Regions from separate parts of the Mus musculus genome. Here region 1 is linked to region 2. A link is a contact called in public HiChIP or PLAC-seq data. All regions are on one chromosome and are shown on one strand. Each heading gives the region's core, a stretch centred on a gene start, on an enhancer-like site or on the middle of the called end of the contact. The rest is flanking DNA. Distances are from core to core; before and after follow the strand shown.

What was found. HiChIP or PLAC-seq counts read pairs in DNA pulled down with a chosen protein or histone mark.
Region 1: a contact with region 2 is called in an H3K27ac HiChIP or PLAC-seq map of embryonic stem cells, with 5 times the contacts expected there. The contact joins two enhancer-like sites. A contact is called at or near these places in 1 of 15 datasets of contacts at CTCF or cohesin (embryonic stem cells), 9 of 484 Hi-C or Micro-C datasets (the HPC-7 cell line, cerebellum, cerebral cortex and 5 more), 5 of 115 datasets of contacts at active chromatin or transcription factors (astrocytes, embryonic stem cells and stem cell-derived neural progenitor cells) and 1 of 9 other capture datasets (embryonic stem cells).

What each region holds. Positions count from the first base shown.
Region 1 is chr2:147,291,510-147,298,076 of GRCm38.p6, forward strand. The region is part of intron 3 of Nkx2-2os (NK2 homeobox 2, opposite strand); the gene reads left to right. Among named protein-coding and RNA genes, the nearest start is that of Gm14110, 29 kb to the right of the region's middle. Within about 2 kb of position 1,497, at least 8 of the 459 cell types and tissues checked have an H3K27ac peak or open chromatin away from gene starts, as enhancers often do. A contact at or near this core is called in embryonic stem cells, where this site is marked.
Region 2 is chr2:146,461,908-146,469,257 of GRCm38.p6, forward strand. All of the region lies in intron 3 of Ralgapa2 (Ral GTPase activating protein, alpha subunit 2 (catalytic)), which reads right to left. Among named protein-coding and RNA genes, the nearest start is that of Ralgapa2, 46 kb to the right of the region's middle. Within about 2 kb of position 5,089, at least 4 of the 459 cell types and tissues checked have an H3K27ac peak or open chromatin away from gene starts, as enhancers often do. A contact at or near this core is called in embryonic stem cells, where this site is marked.

The DNA.
Region 1 (6,567 bases), core at 247-2,746, 830 kb after region 2:
TGAGAGGTTCGCTCTCCAAGTCTTTGTATGATTAAAACAGGTTTAATTTATCTCAGACTTATTATTAGTTTCGTGTCATATAAAATGCTTACACAGAGTAATGCTAGTGTAGAAGAATGAAAAAAATTAATTTTCCAAGAGAAGATTGAATGCTTTTAGCACAGTCTAATAGTACCTCGATTTGTCGATGTTAGTTGGGTCCTAATCCTTTGTATATGACCTATTTTTTTTAAACCTGTAAGCATTTTATATTTCCTTTATATCCTTGATAATGCAGCGTTTCAAAAGTGTCTATACAGTGTCGAATCACTTTCCATTCATTTTGCTGGTACTCAATGGACTATTAAACATGAAGACTTGGATTAAATTCTTTGGTAATCTTTTCTTTCTTTATGTTTGTTTTTTTATTGAAAATAGATTTTCATGTACTATGTTCCTCTCCTCCAATGCTGTCCAGATCATGTCTACCTCCTCACCTAGATCCCTGCCTCTCATTAGAAAACAAACAGGCAACTAAAACAAATAAACAAACCAATCAAAACAAATTAGGACTAAACAAATAGAAAAAAAAACAAAGATAAAGCATAAGATACACACACAGACACACAGACACACAGACACACACAGACACACAGACACAGACACACAGACACACAGACACACAGACACACAGACACACACACACACAGACACACACACACACACACACACACACACACACACACACACAGATCCCATAAGTGCACGAGACTGGAAACCATAATATATAAACAAAAATCTCCTGTAAGGTTAAAAAGCAAAGCAAAACAAAAAGAAAGAAACAACAAATGCCCAGACAAAGCAGCTTGTGACTAAAAACCTCCTAAAATACCACTGAGTTCGTTTTGAGCATTTCGGGCTACCTACTACTCACCTGCACTTAAATGTGGTGTGTATACCCATTGAGACTGTTGATAAAAATAAACAAACTGATTTTTCCTTGTGAGAAATTGTCAGCTGGAGACAGCTTCTGGGTTAGGGATGGAGGCTGTTGTCTACTTCCCCTCTCAGTGCTGGGACTCCATCTGGCTTAGACCGGTGCAGGCCCTGTGAAAGTGCACAGTCTGTGTAGGTCTATGTGACCCTGTTGTATCTAGAAGGCCTTATTTCCATCGTGTCTTCCATTCTCACTAGCTCTTACAGTCTGGGTCCTCCTCAATCCGTACGAATCAAGGTCTCAGACAGATGGGCATAGAGTCGGAGAGTGACAAACAGACACAGCATGAGAGAGTGTGTTGAATCTGAGTGTGTCGTCCAAACGAACACCAGACTTTTTTTTTTTATAAAAACAAGAAAAGCCAGGCGAACAAATCTGTTGAGTTACAGTGACTCAAAACAAAAGGAATGCATACATCAAAAAATGGCAGGGACCAGGTCCCATTTACCACTTAGAATGGGGACAGGTGTAAAGCTAGTCTATTGTTAAACCACCACCATGGGTTCTTAGTAAATGCCTGATTATGCTGTTCCTTTGGGCCTAGAGAAGAAACCTATCCCAGGGGGAATTCCCTAACTCTTTCATGGTTAACCCACCTATTCACTAGGCCATTGTGTATTCCCTTGTTTGGGTGGGACTCAGCTATTGTCCTAAGTATTCACTTTGCAGACTAGCCCTGAGTTATTCTAGCTCTGTTCTTTGTAATGCCTAATTAGTTTTACTGTCTCTACTAGAAGTGAATTTGAATGTTAGGTAACATTCTTAGTGAATTCCTAGCTCGTTGGCTTCAAGGATTTTTTTAGGATGTTGGAACACTGGTGGAAGCTTACCTATGTCAAAATTCAATCTTTAAAGGCACTTATAATAAAACAATATTTAAAGAGAGCATACACCATACTAACGCGGGGATAGGGTTTGAGTATATGGGCTATGAGAATGCCAAGGTTCCAGGAGGCTGAGCTTCCTTGAAACTCTTTGCCTCGTGAATGAATGCCTCCAGGCCTTTCAACCCCAATAGGCAGACTTCACTGGAGTGGGCATAGCATTCCACAAAAACTCTCTGAGCTCTGAGGGGAGGGATTTGATGGAGACATCCCATTTAGAACTGAGCAGTCCAAGATCTCTCATTGCCTGTGCTGCCCACTTGTGAATCTCTGTATTTGCTTCCATCTATTGCAGGAGAAAACTCCTCTGGTAATGGCTAAGCCTATGGCAATGGCTGAGTATAGCAAAATGCCCTTTAGGGATCATTTTATTGCTTCGTTCCTTAGTAGACAGTAACATTTTGTTTTTGACTATGTCCATGGTCTATCTAATGTCATGTTCTTGGCTACTTGAGCAGTGTCAGGCACAGGTTCTATCTCATGGGGTAGCCTTTAAATCTAAGCAGACAGTGGGTGGTTACTCCTACATCATTTGAGCCATTATTGTGCTGGCATATTTTTGCAGGAAGGTCACCATTGGAGAGTGAAGGTTTGCAGCTGGATTGGCATTTACCTTTCTCTTCTGGTCGTGTCCTGAGCACCTTCCAGTAACATGAACACTAGTCGATAGGGGTGAAGGCACCAGCTGATTTCTCTATGTTCAATGAGTTATGTAGGTGTTTGCCTTCAGCAATAGGGCCTTACCATCAGTTTGTGGAGAGCAACCAAGAGCTTTGACAATAGTCTGGGTTGTTTTGGGGGGTTCCAATGAGTCCTTTTGGCCAATGACTTGTTTAGACATAATACATTTCCAGCACTGGATGTTTTATTTGGTGGTGAGAGATGTCTAATTGGGGATTTGCCTCCCCATCATTTAGTGATTGCATCTAGATTTCTTTCATTTGTATATATATTGTAAGGAATTTCTCCATGTAGTGGGTTTCATAAACCTCTCAAGTGTCTCTTGGTTTTACCTATCTCTCTTCATATTCTCTACCATACCCCCTTTCTTCTTCCCTCTCTGTTTGACCTTCCCATTCCCGTTCCCCCATCCACCCATAACTATCTGTTCTATTTCCTTTTCTTTGGGAGATCTGTGCCCCTTAGCCCCTTACTCTGTCCTTCACCTCTACAGTTAGGATCATATGGATTGTAGCCTGCTTATTGAAGACTTAATAGTTAACACCACGTATAATTGAATACATGCTGTTGTTTTAATTTTATTTTTATTATTTTTTAAATTTTTTATTGATTCTTTGAGAATTTCACATCATGCACCCCAACCAAATCCATCTCTCGTGTACTCCATATTAAACCCCAGCCTTGCAACTTCTCCCACAAAAGAAAACACAACAACACCCTAAAACCTCCCAAACCAAACCAAACCAAACCAAACCAAACCAAACCAAACCAAACCAAACCAAACCAAACCAAACCAAACCAAACCAAACAAAAATCTTACCATGTGTCTTAGTCAGGGTTTCTATTCCTGCACAAAACATCAGGACTAAGAAACAAGTTGGGGAGGAAAGGGTTTATTCAGGTTATACCTCCACATTGCTGTTCGTCACCAAAGGAAGTCAGGACAGGAACTCGCACAGGGTAGGAACTTGGAGGCAGGGGTGGATGCAGAAGCCATGGAAGGAGGCTGCTTACTAGGTTGCTTCCCATGGCTTGCTCAGCTTGCTTTCTTACAGAACCCAAGACTACCAGCCCAGGGATGGCACCACCCACAGTGGGCTAGGCCCTCTCCTCTTGATCACTAGTTGAGAAAATGCCTTATAGCTGCATCTCATGGGAGGCATTTCCTCAAGGGAGGCTCCTTTCTCTGTGATAACTCCAGCTTGTGTCAAGTTGACACACAAAACCAGCCAATACACTATGGAAACCATAGTGTGTCATGATGTGTCACACACTATATCCATTTGCCCCAGTAAGCTGGTTGGGTTTCTGTGGTGTTTTTGGCTATTGTATATATATGCTGTATTCTAGCAACCTACATTGACATTGTGTTTAAATCTTACACTTCTTTAAAAACTCATTTGTTTATTTATTTATCTATTTATCTATTTATCTATTTATCTATTTATCTATTTATCTATTTATCTATTTATCTATTTATCTATTTATCTATTTATCTATTTATCTATTTATCTATCTATCTATCTATCTATCTATCTATCTATCTATCTATCTATCTATCTATCTATCTATCTATCTATCTATCTATTTGGGTGTGTGCATGCCATAACCTATGTGTGGAGAGATTAGAGTTGATTTTCTCCCTCCACCATGTAGGATCTAAGGATGGAACTCACATCATCAGGCTTGGCAGTAAGTATTTTTATCTGCTGGCTCATCTTACCTCCCCCTGCCTATTTAATTTTTAAAATCCACAAGTATGTTTTTTAGTTACGAAGTTCTTTCTTCCATGTTAAAAGCATTTTATTCTTGCTTAGGAGGTGTGATACTCCCTCATTTACCCTAAGGATACTATGTAGAGGTTTTCTCCTAGAGTCTTATTGATACTCTGTGTCCATTTCTCTCTGGTCTCTTGTTTCTTTTTGCTTTGGATCTTGTATTTCAGGTAGTTAGCATCCTCAGTGCACCTGTTAAGTTTTAAAAAGGAAGTGATGGGCCTGATGTGGTATCTCTTGCCAGGAGAGTGATTGCTTTGAAAGCAAGAGGGCCTGAGTTTGATTTTCAGAACCCACAAAAAATGCTCGGAGTGCCAGTGAGTGCTTGTAAAAAAGACAAAGACAAAGACAAAAGATAAAGACAAAGACAAAGACAAAGACAAAGGAAAAGACAAAGGAAAAGACAAAGGAAAAGAACAAGAAAAGAGTGAACAGTGCCCAAGGAACAGCATCTAAGGCTGACCTTTGATATACATACATGTATACACATACATCCGATGCTCACAGACAGACAGACAGACAGACAGACAGACAGACACACACACACACACACACACACACACACGTGCACACTCACACACACATAGAGATGTGCATGCAGGTGCACAGGCACTCGTGGGTTGAAGTGGTCCAACTTTAGAGATAGCTGGTATGCACCAATACTGATACTATCTCCAGGTGGGGGCAGAACTTGCCAGTAGAATTCGCTTTAGAGTAAAGAGGCAAAGAAGGAGAGGCTAGGCCAGGAAGAGGAAGGTTTGGCTCTGGGTAACTCTAAATTTTAGAAAGGTTTGCTTAATCTGGGGTGTGTGGCATTATTTCTGTCATCTCTTCTACTCGTTTGGAAGGCAGAAGACATGGCATATGGTTTCCTTAGGGCAGAGAATCTGAAGATAGAACAGGATATGGGGAGAGATCAACAGCTGACAGTTGGAGGAGAGATCTTTAATTTCAGCCCTGTGGCTGGCCGTTCTCTCAACTGCCACACTTGGGTTTGCTGACACAGGAGCTGGAGCTTCTAGGAGTCTGAATGCAAACACCGGTTCTGTGTCCTCCTTTCCTGGAACTCTGAACTCCATTTTCTCAATAGGCTTGTGTATCAACTCTATTCCACTGCCTTGGACCTCTGCAGACGCTTGAAACTTCTTGACGGTTTTCCTACCGCCATATTTTGCTCTTCAGCATATTTTGCTTTGTCTCTTCATCACTTAAAAGATGTTGTGAGAAATACAGAAGTGGATGCTTACAGCCATCCATTGGACTGAGCACAGGGTCCTCAATGAAGGAGTTAGAGAAAGGACCCAAGGAGCTGAAGGGGTTTGTAGCCCCATAGGAGGAACAACAATATGAACTAACTAATACCCCCCAGAGCTCCCTGAGACTAAACCACCAATCAAAGAAATCACATGGTGGGACTGGTGGCTCTAGCTGCATATGTAGCAGAGGATGGTCTAGTCGGTCATCAATGGGAGGAGAGGCCCTTGGTCCTGTGAAGGTTCTATGCCCCAATATAGGGGAATGCCTGGGCCAGGAAGTGGGAGTGGATGGGTTGGGAGGGGATAGGGATTTTTTTAGAGAGGAAACCAGGAAAGGGGATAACATTTGAAATGTAAATAAAGAAAATAGTAAATAAAAAAAGAAAACCAACAACAACAACAACCAAACCAAAACAAAACAAAACAAAAAACAACAAAAAAGATGTTGTGAGAGAGCAGGAAGAGAAATGCTTGCTTATACCGAGTCCATCCTCGACCTTTTAGTTTAGGTGAATTTTTCTGGTTTTACCGCAGGATCTTGTTTTAGCTGGTGCTAGACATGGACACACTCTGTGTTCCTGTCAACCGATGTCTTTCACGTGTTTATTTGTCAGAGGAGAGGTGTGGAAGAAGGTGATGGGAAGAAATTGCAATGTGGCCCTCCCCCATTGCTACATGTAACTATGTTCTTGTCCCTAACTCACAGGTCTCAATCTGTAAGAACTAAAACCAGTTTCCACCAGTGATGTGGCTGTTGATGAGACTCTAAGGATGCCTGTTGTCCCTTGAGCCTGTCCTTTGAGAGGCCTGGCTCCTTTTCCTCAGGAAGCCTATTAAAGACCATTCATTCCCTTTGGTCACACTTGGTGAGGCAAGCTTGGGTGAATGCAGTTCCCTTCTGACGCCATTTCCAGGGCTGCCTGGGTGCTCTCATCCAAGTCGAGTAGGGGGCAGCGGTCCCTGCGTCTCAGTGCGCCTGGCTGTGGCCACCTCTG
Region 2 (7,350 bases), core at 3,839-6,338:
TGTTTTCCTTTTTGAGACAGCATCTCTCTGTATAGCCCTAGCTGTCTTAGAACTCATGTAGATCGGGCTGACCTTGAACTCACAGAGATCCACCTGCCACTGCCTCCTGAGTGTGGATTAAAGGTGTTGGCCCTCATGCACAATCTCAAAAAAATTTTGCTTTTACAAAGGCATCAGAAGACGTGAAGGTCAGTTCTTACCATTGATCTACATCCATTTGTTTATGTACAGACTGTGGTGTCTAGGGTCCCAAATGAGAACCTCACAGTTACTATTCAAATGTGCTAACAATGAGCCACATCCCATCCCTAAAACGTCAGTTCTCTATAAGCCAGCTTCTTAAACTGAAGGCTACAACTCCAAATAGGATCACTTAACAGTATCGGGATCACAAAAAAAGTTGGCAAGAGCACAAGGTTTCTGAACATGCAACAACCAACACTTAATTCAAAACCAAACGTAATGAATCCTCGGTGTTGCTGGCAGTGCCTGAGTGTGCTGCACCACACAGCTGCACCTTGGCTCCAAACACAGCACACACTTTGCATGCAATGCTAGCAAACACTACCTGAAACACCACAGCTCGGGTCTGAAACTATTATACGTTTATGAATTATACTGTGTTTAACAAGTGCATAAAGTTTTCTGCTCATATAGAATTGTAATGGTTTAATTACAGGCTAGAAAGATTTTCACTAGTTTCCTATAGATGCCTCAGAACATAAGAATTACATACATCTTTGGTTTGATGTACTTAATTCTTAACACTGTTGGTTGAGTTGGTAATGGGATGATCATCAAATGAATTTTGGCACCAGATTGGGACAGGATTCAGAAATCTAGCAATTTTTGAAATGCGCTTTCTTTTCTCTTTCCTTTTTTTCTGCCACTTTATACTATGCATTTGTGCAGTGGCATTCTCAGCACTGACAATCACAAAATAAAAACACTGATCAACTTCAAAAAGCTCTGAAGACACACTACATCTTACTTCAAATACTCAGCAAAGATCTAATTCTTAAGTTAAAAATAAATAAGCAAATCTTTCTCATTAGTATACAAATTTGATTTCATCTTTAATAAATGGTAAAGTTATATGTATACCAAAGTTTTGCTTTATGCTTCTTTGAGATTTATTAACAATAACTGTTTGGGATATATATTTCATACCTATATACCTGGGGCAGGTAAAGTTTCTCTGACAAGGGGGGGGGTCATAAGTAGAAAAATTTAGGAAGTCCTCCTCTACATGATGACAATAAAAGCTCACATGAGCCTTGTCCTACAAAAGGATATAATTTTTAATACCCCTCTTCCTACCCACACCGCCACTGTGGCTGTAGAATACAATACATGGGAGCAAGAGCCCACAGAAGTACGTAAGCCCAGCCAGCGGAGAGCAGCACAGCACAGCACCTCAGCATCTGAACTAGAAATGAGAGCCTCCACAGCTCGGCTGCTGCCAGAGCAAACAACTCAAGAGCCACCTGTAACCACATCAGGGCCCAGGCCACTGTCTTTGGTAACAAATGAACAGTCATCTTCACAAGACAAAAATCTTTGGAAAATAGACTACAAAATAGACTAAAATAGACTACAATACAAATAGGAAACAGCTGAGAGAAGAGAAGGAATGGGAAGGAAACTGGATGAGCAGGGGAGCCCTACCAGCTGAGGGAACTCTGGAGCACAGTCCCAGGCAGCTGGAAGTGAGCTGCTATACTCCAGGCCCATGGAGAAAAGAGCACGCCACAGGAAGACTGAAGGCACTAAGACCCAGAAGCTATCACCCATGCCTCTCTCACAGTAGGTGGCAAACTAAAGGGGAATCTGAGCAACTCATCTTTGTTGTGTGCCACAGTAATGTTTAAATTATTAATTCGCTTATTCTCATCAGATTGAAAGGCTGGAACCCTAAGAGAAGTGTACCCCACTTCAGGGGCCAGATGCTCCCCCAGCTGTTTCCAATTCATTCAGAAGTGGCTTCACATGGATGGACGTGAAGTCCTCCTATGGTTCGCTGCCTACTTCCTGACAGTTCTGTTTGCCTGAGCCAAGAGCTCACCTTCTTCTGTATTCTCCTTCGAGGGAAGCTCCTAGCTACAAGGTAGGACCACTTCTGGATACCACTCTTCAAGAAGGTGCTAAGTGTATTAAAGATTCAGGGTGAGCCAGGCCGTGGTGGTGCATGCCTTTATTCCTAGCACAGGGGAGGCAGAGGCAGGTGGATCTCTGAGTTTGAGGTTAGCCTGGTCTTCAGAACATGTTCCAGGACAGCAAGAGCTGTACAGAAAAACCCTGTCTTGAAAAGCCAAAAAAAAAGAAAGAAAGAAAAAAAAAAGATTCAGAGTGGATTTTGTCTTGATATGACATGCCCACTGGTTTTCAGATTTTTAACTTTTAATAGAAACCAAACTACTTTTCAGTTTCCAAAATAGATATTAATATTCCTCAGTTGTTTTTTTTATTAGTATATGGCAATGAAAAAGCACCTTTTAATATAAGAAAACAGAAAAAGCATCAAACAGGTAAGCGTAAAGATGTTTCCATATTGTCCAAGTCTCCCACAAAATCATCTCCAATTCACGTAAGGTCAGGTCAGGACAGGCCTTACTACTTCTCGTAAGTATTCAGATTTATGGAATGGGGCTACATTAAGGAGATTAAGAAATAAACTCCAAGCTGGATGTGGTGGCACACGCCTTTAATCCCAGCACTTGGGAGGCAGAGGCAGGCAGATTTCTGAGTTCGAGGCCAGCCTGGTCTACAGAGTGAGTTCCAAGACAGCCAGGGCTACACAGAGAAACCCTGTCTCGAAAAACCAAAAAAAAAAAAAAAAAAAAAGAAAAAGAAAGAAACTCCAAGGTTTAGATATGAAACATTGGGTCTAATGAATGTAATAATTCCAGAAGGACCTGTGAGATGGGCTGATAGATAAATTCACTGGCCATCAAGCCTGACAACCTGAGTTCAATTCCCAGGACCTATGATGGAAGCAAGAGTATTAACTTCCACAAGCTTCCCCTTCATATGCACTCCATGGTACATGGGCATGCACGTTCACAAGCAGATTCACACACACACACACACACACACACACACTAGTTTTTTTAAAAGAATATTTCCTAAATGACAGAATTTTATACAACAATTCAGAGACTGAAACAATAGCCATACTAACGCATCTTTCTGGACACTAATATTGTGAGGGGTGCTTTTTATGGATTAAATCCTATGAGGGTCAATAAATAAAGAGCCAAACACAACTACCCAGTCTAAATGCTAAGCCTGTGCCTCAGAAGTCCCAGATGAAGCCTACCTTTGGTGAGGCAAATGCAATCTGGCATTTCATGTACTGCAGCTGATATTCTAAGCTATACTGCTGTGAATGCCACATAAGCTATTGACATCTTGTTTGTAGTTTCACTGGAGAATAAAATAAAAAAATTTCAAGAAAGCCACACAGTGTGAATAAATATTACTTTTCTGGAAAACACATGACTCTGTTTAATGCTCAGTGCTCAGCTGAATCTATATGGTAATCCATTACAGCACACTCAAAATCGAAATTAGGTCTTACTACCGATCAGCACATCAGGGAATCTGTCATTCTTTTAACTGATTATCTATAGCTACTTTTTCTTCAGAACATACTGCATGACCAGGAATAATATGAAACATAAGCTGGAGTTTATACAAGATGCTACCATGAACTTTAAAACCACCAGTCTTCATTTAATTTAGATGGGAAACTTTTTGTTCCCCAAACTATTACCAGATGACTGCAGCACGCCAAGTTGGTTCACACTTGATTTCAAGTCTACATGGAAAGCAGTGAAGAATGAGGAAGATACTAATGCAGACCAGTTAATCTACCTGAAACACTAGCCAATTAAACCTGTTCAGCTCGGGACTAGAGAGCCAGGGAGTAACCCTTCCCCAAACCAGCTGTAGGGCATGATGCTGTGCGAAGAGAAGATGCTGCCCTGGGAGGAAACAGACTTCCTTTAAAAGAACAGACATCCTAGCTCCTTGACCTTGGAAGTAACAAATGTACAGGGAACTTAGATTGAGAATTGGAAGTCCCTTCAGGAGAGCATTCTGTGGGTGTCTTGACTACACAACTTCTGGCTTCAGAAGGAACCACGGACAGCCTGCACACACTTCCATATCAACCTACAGGACACATCTTTTTCACTACCGTCTGGTGGATTTTTACCAGTTACTAAAAATAACTCAACTCTGATATAAACAGAGTATTTTCACTAGCGGTCAATACTTGTTTAGAACCTTTAAATTCAAGTAAGACAGAGCTAAAACAAACAAACAGATAATCTTAACAATAAAATGAATACATTTTAGCTCAAAAAAATGCTTTATTACTTATACCAGAAATCCTTTCTACTACACAATACTACTTAATCTCTCAGCATGCTGTTATGGAATAAGTAAAACACAGTTCTGTATTGTCAGATTCCTATTGGTCACTGTAAATACTAAATTCACATTTCACCTCCTGGAACGCAACCACTTCAAAACAACCTTCCAGCATTCTTCTCAGGTGGACAGGCATAAGGCCCACTCTGCCATTACAGCTGGATTCCCTGGGAGAAAGGACTTACACTTTAGTGATACATCAAGTATCCTCAACATCAGGACCAGTGCCTAGCACACAATATTTTCTAATAAGCAGTGGCACAAGCAAACAGATCGATAAAAAGTCATGAAAAGAAATCAAAGGAATTCTAGTTTTAGTACACACACACACACACACACACACACACACACACACACACACACATGAGTTTGAGGCCAGCCTGGTCTATAGAGCTCCAGGACAGCCAAGGCTACACAGAGAAATCCTGTCAAAAAAAAAAAAAAGGTAAGGGGAAGGAAAAGAAAGAAGAAAGAAATCAAGAAATCAACCAACCAACCAACCATGGCAGGGAAGCACTAGGTGGCAGTTAATAAAACTGAAAATGTAACTGTGTCTCCAAACATTTTACATCTCAATACATGCTTAGGTCATTGCTTAAAAGATAATGATTTCTTAGCCCAGGAGAAAACAGACTTAAAATCTCTAAGAACTTAGACTTAATTTACAATACAAAAAAGGCTGGGCGTGGTGGCTCAGGCCTTTAATCCCAGCACTTGGGAGGCAGAGGCAATCGGATTTCTGAGTTTGAAGCCAGCCTGGTCTACAGAGTGAGTTCCAGGACAGCCAGGGCTATACAGAGAAATCCTGTCTCGAAAAACAAACAAACAAACAAACAAGCAAACAACACAAAAAGGACATTTAAAATAAATATGGAACATACTGTTTTTAAAGAGAGACATATCAGACATTCTACATTTTTTTTAATCAACCAAGATACTGAAAACCTGATTATCAATTGTCATGGTTTGAATATGCTTGGCCCAGGGAGTAGCACTATTTGGAGATGTGGCCCTGTTGGAATAGGTGTGTCACTGTGAGTGTGGGCTTTAAGACCGTCATCCTAGTTGCCTGGAAGTCAGTCTTTTGCTAGCAGCCTTCAGATAAAGATGTAGACCTCTCAGCTCCTCCTGCCTGGATGCTGCCATGTTCCTACCTTAGTGATAATGGACTGAACCTCTAGCCCTGTAAGTCAGCCCCAATTAAATGTTGTCCTTGTAAGAGTTGCCTTGGTCACAGTGTCTGTTCACAGCAGTAAACCCTAACTAGGACATCAATGAAGACCTAAAAAGACAAAGGTATCCTAATGACAAAGGTTTTTGTTTACTTAAGTTAACCCAAAGCAGCAAAAAGGGCGGGGGGTGGGGGGTGACTTTATTCCATGCAAGTACCATGCAGCTGCAATGATGGTTCCACAAAAGAGACAATCCCAAAGAAAAATTGAAATGTGTCCTCAAAAACAAAGTAAATAAAAAGGAAAATTGAGTTTTAGTGTTTCTGATTTATGTTCTTAAAGACTCAAGTGTTATATTGAAGAGATGATGAAAACTTGGGGAAACTAATGAAGTAGATATGTAATTAGATAACCTTCTGAAATCATAAAATATTAACTAATGAGGATGGAAAGCATGGTTAGCACTAAACTAGACTATTACAGATTACCCCATGAGCCAGTACAGTACACATCACGAACTCCCCAGAACCACATAAAAGAACACACACAAGAAATGCCTGGACAAAACACACTTAAAGTTGTAAATTCAATATAAATCTAAAAAGCACTAGGCAAAAACCAAATAGAAAATGTAGTATATTCCTTAAACAACAGCAACAAGGCTGACCTTGGCCTTTTCATCAGCTGCGGTGAAGTGATCATGAGTCACAGAGTGGACGTCAGGACAGTGAGAAAGTGAGGACAACAGGGACCCAAAGCACACCATGGGCCTATACAGCAATGCAGTTCCTGGTGTTTCTGAAGCAAATTACATCTACCTCAGACATACACATTAAAGGGTGGGTGGTAATGATCTGAAAATTATATAGTCACCTACGTATGCTTTTATATATCTGAAGTTTAAGGAAAGGTGTTTCTGAGCTAGAATTATATCAGCCACATATCTTCCCTTCTTCAACAAAGTACATAATTCACCTTCTAGCAACAAGGATTAATCAAAGTAGTTCCCTAATAAGAATAGAGCATAAAGATCCTGTAGCAGTGAGCTGTATTTACATAACTGGCATTTAATATGTTAATAAAAATAGATTCTCCAAATCATTTAATATAAGAGAAATAGCAACTGAAAATATTATAATAAAATAATGTAGATATAAATTGTTCAAAATGCTGAGAAATAAGAAATGCAAGAGACATGTACTCACAAGAAAATAATAAATTCAATAAATGCACCATTCAGATGGTATAGGTTTAAGTTACCTTTTAATAAACTAATTAATTAATATTCTTGTTAAGTACCCATTCTGTGCCAGGTACCATGAGAAAGACTAGAGATAGACAAAAGAAGCACTATCTCTGCCTTGACAGCATAATCTAAGGGGAAAAGGCAGAAATATCTCTGAACAAAATCCTTAAGAAAACAAAGGGTGAGCCTACAAGAGAAGGGCATTTCAGGAAGATTAAACAGTGTCCACCCCACCCCCAGAAAGCTTTTCTGCTGCTCTGAGGACTTCCAAAGGTTGCCAATAGGGACAAGAATAAGACAGGAATGAGGAGGCAGAGACCAGATGAAGAGGGCCCTTGAGAGAGTGCTGGGAGTGCAACAGCCCAGATGGCAATGGGAACCAGCACTGCATTGCAGGAGAGCACTGGAGAGGCTGAGGGAGAGAGCAGAGGACTGATGCCTATAGACTAGTTGGTTAGATACTCCTCTGCCGGATGGAGCATGAGATGTGCAGAA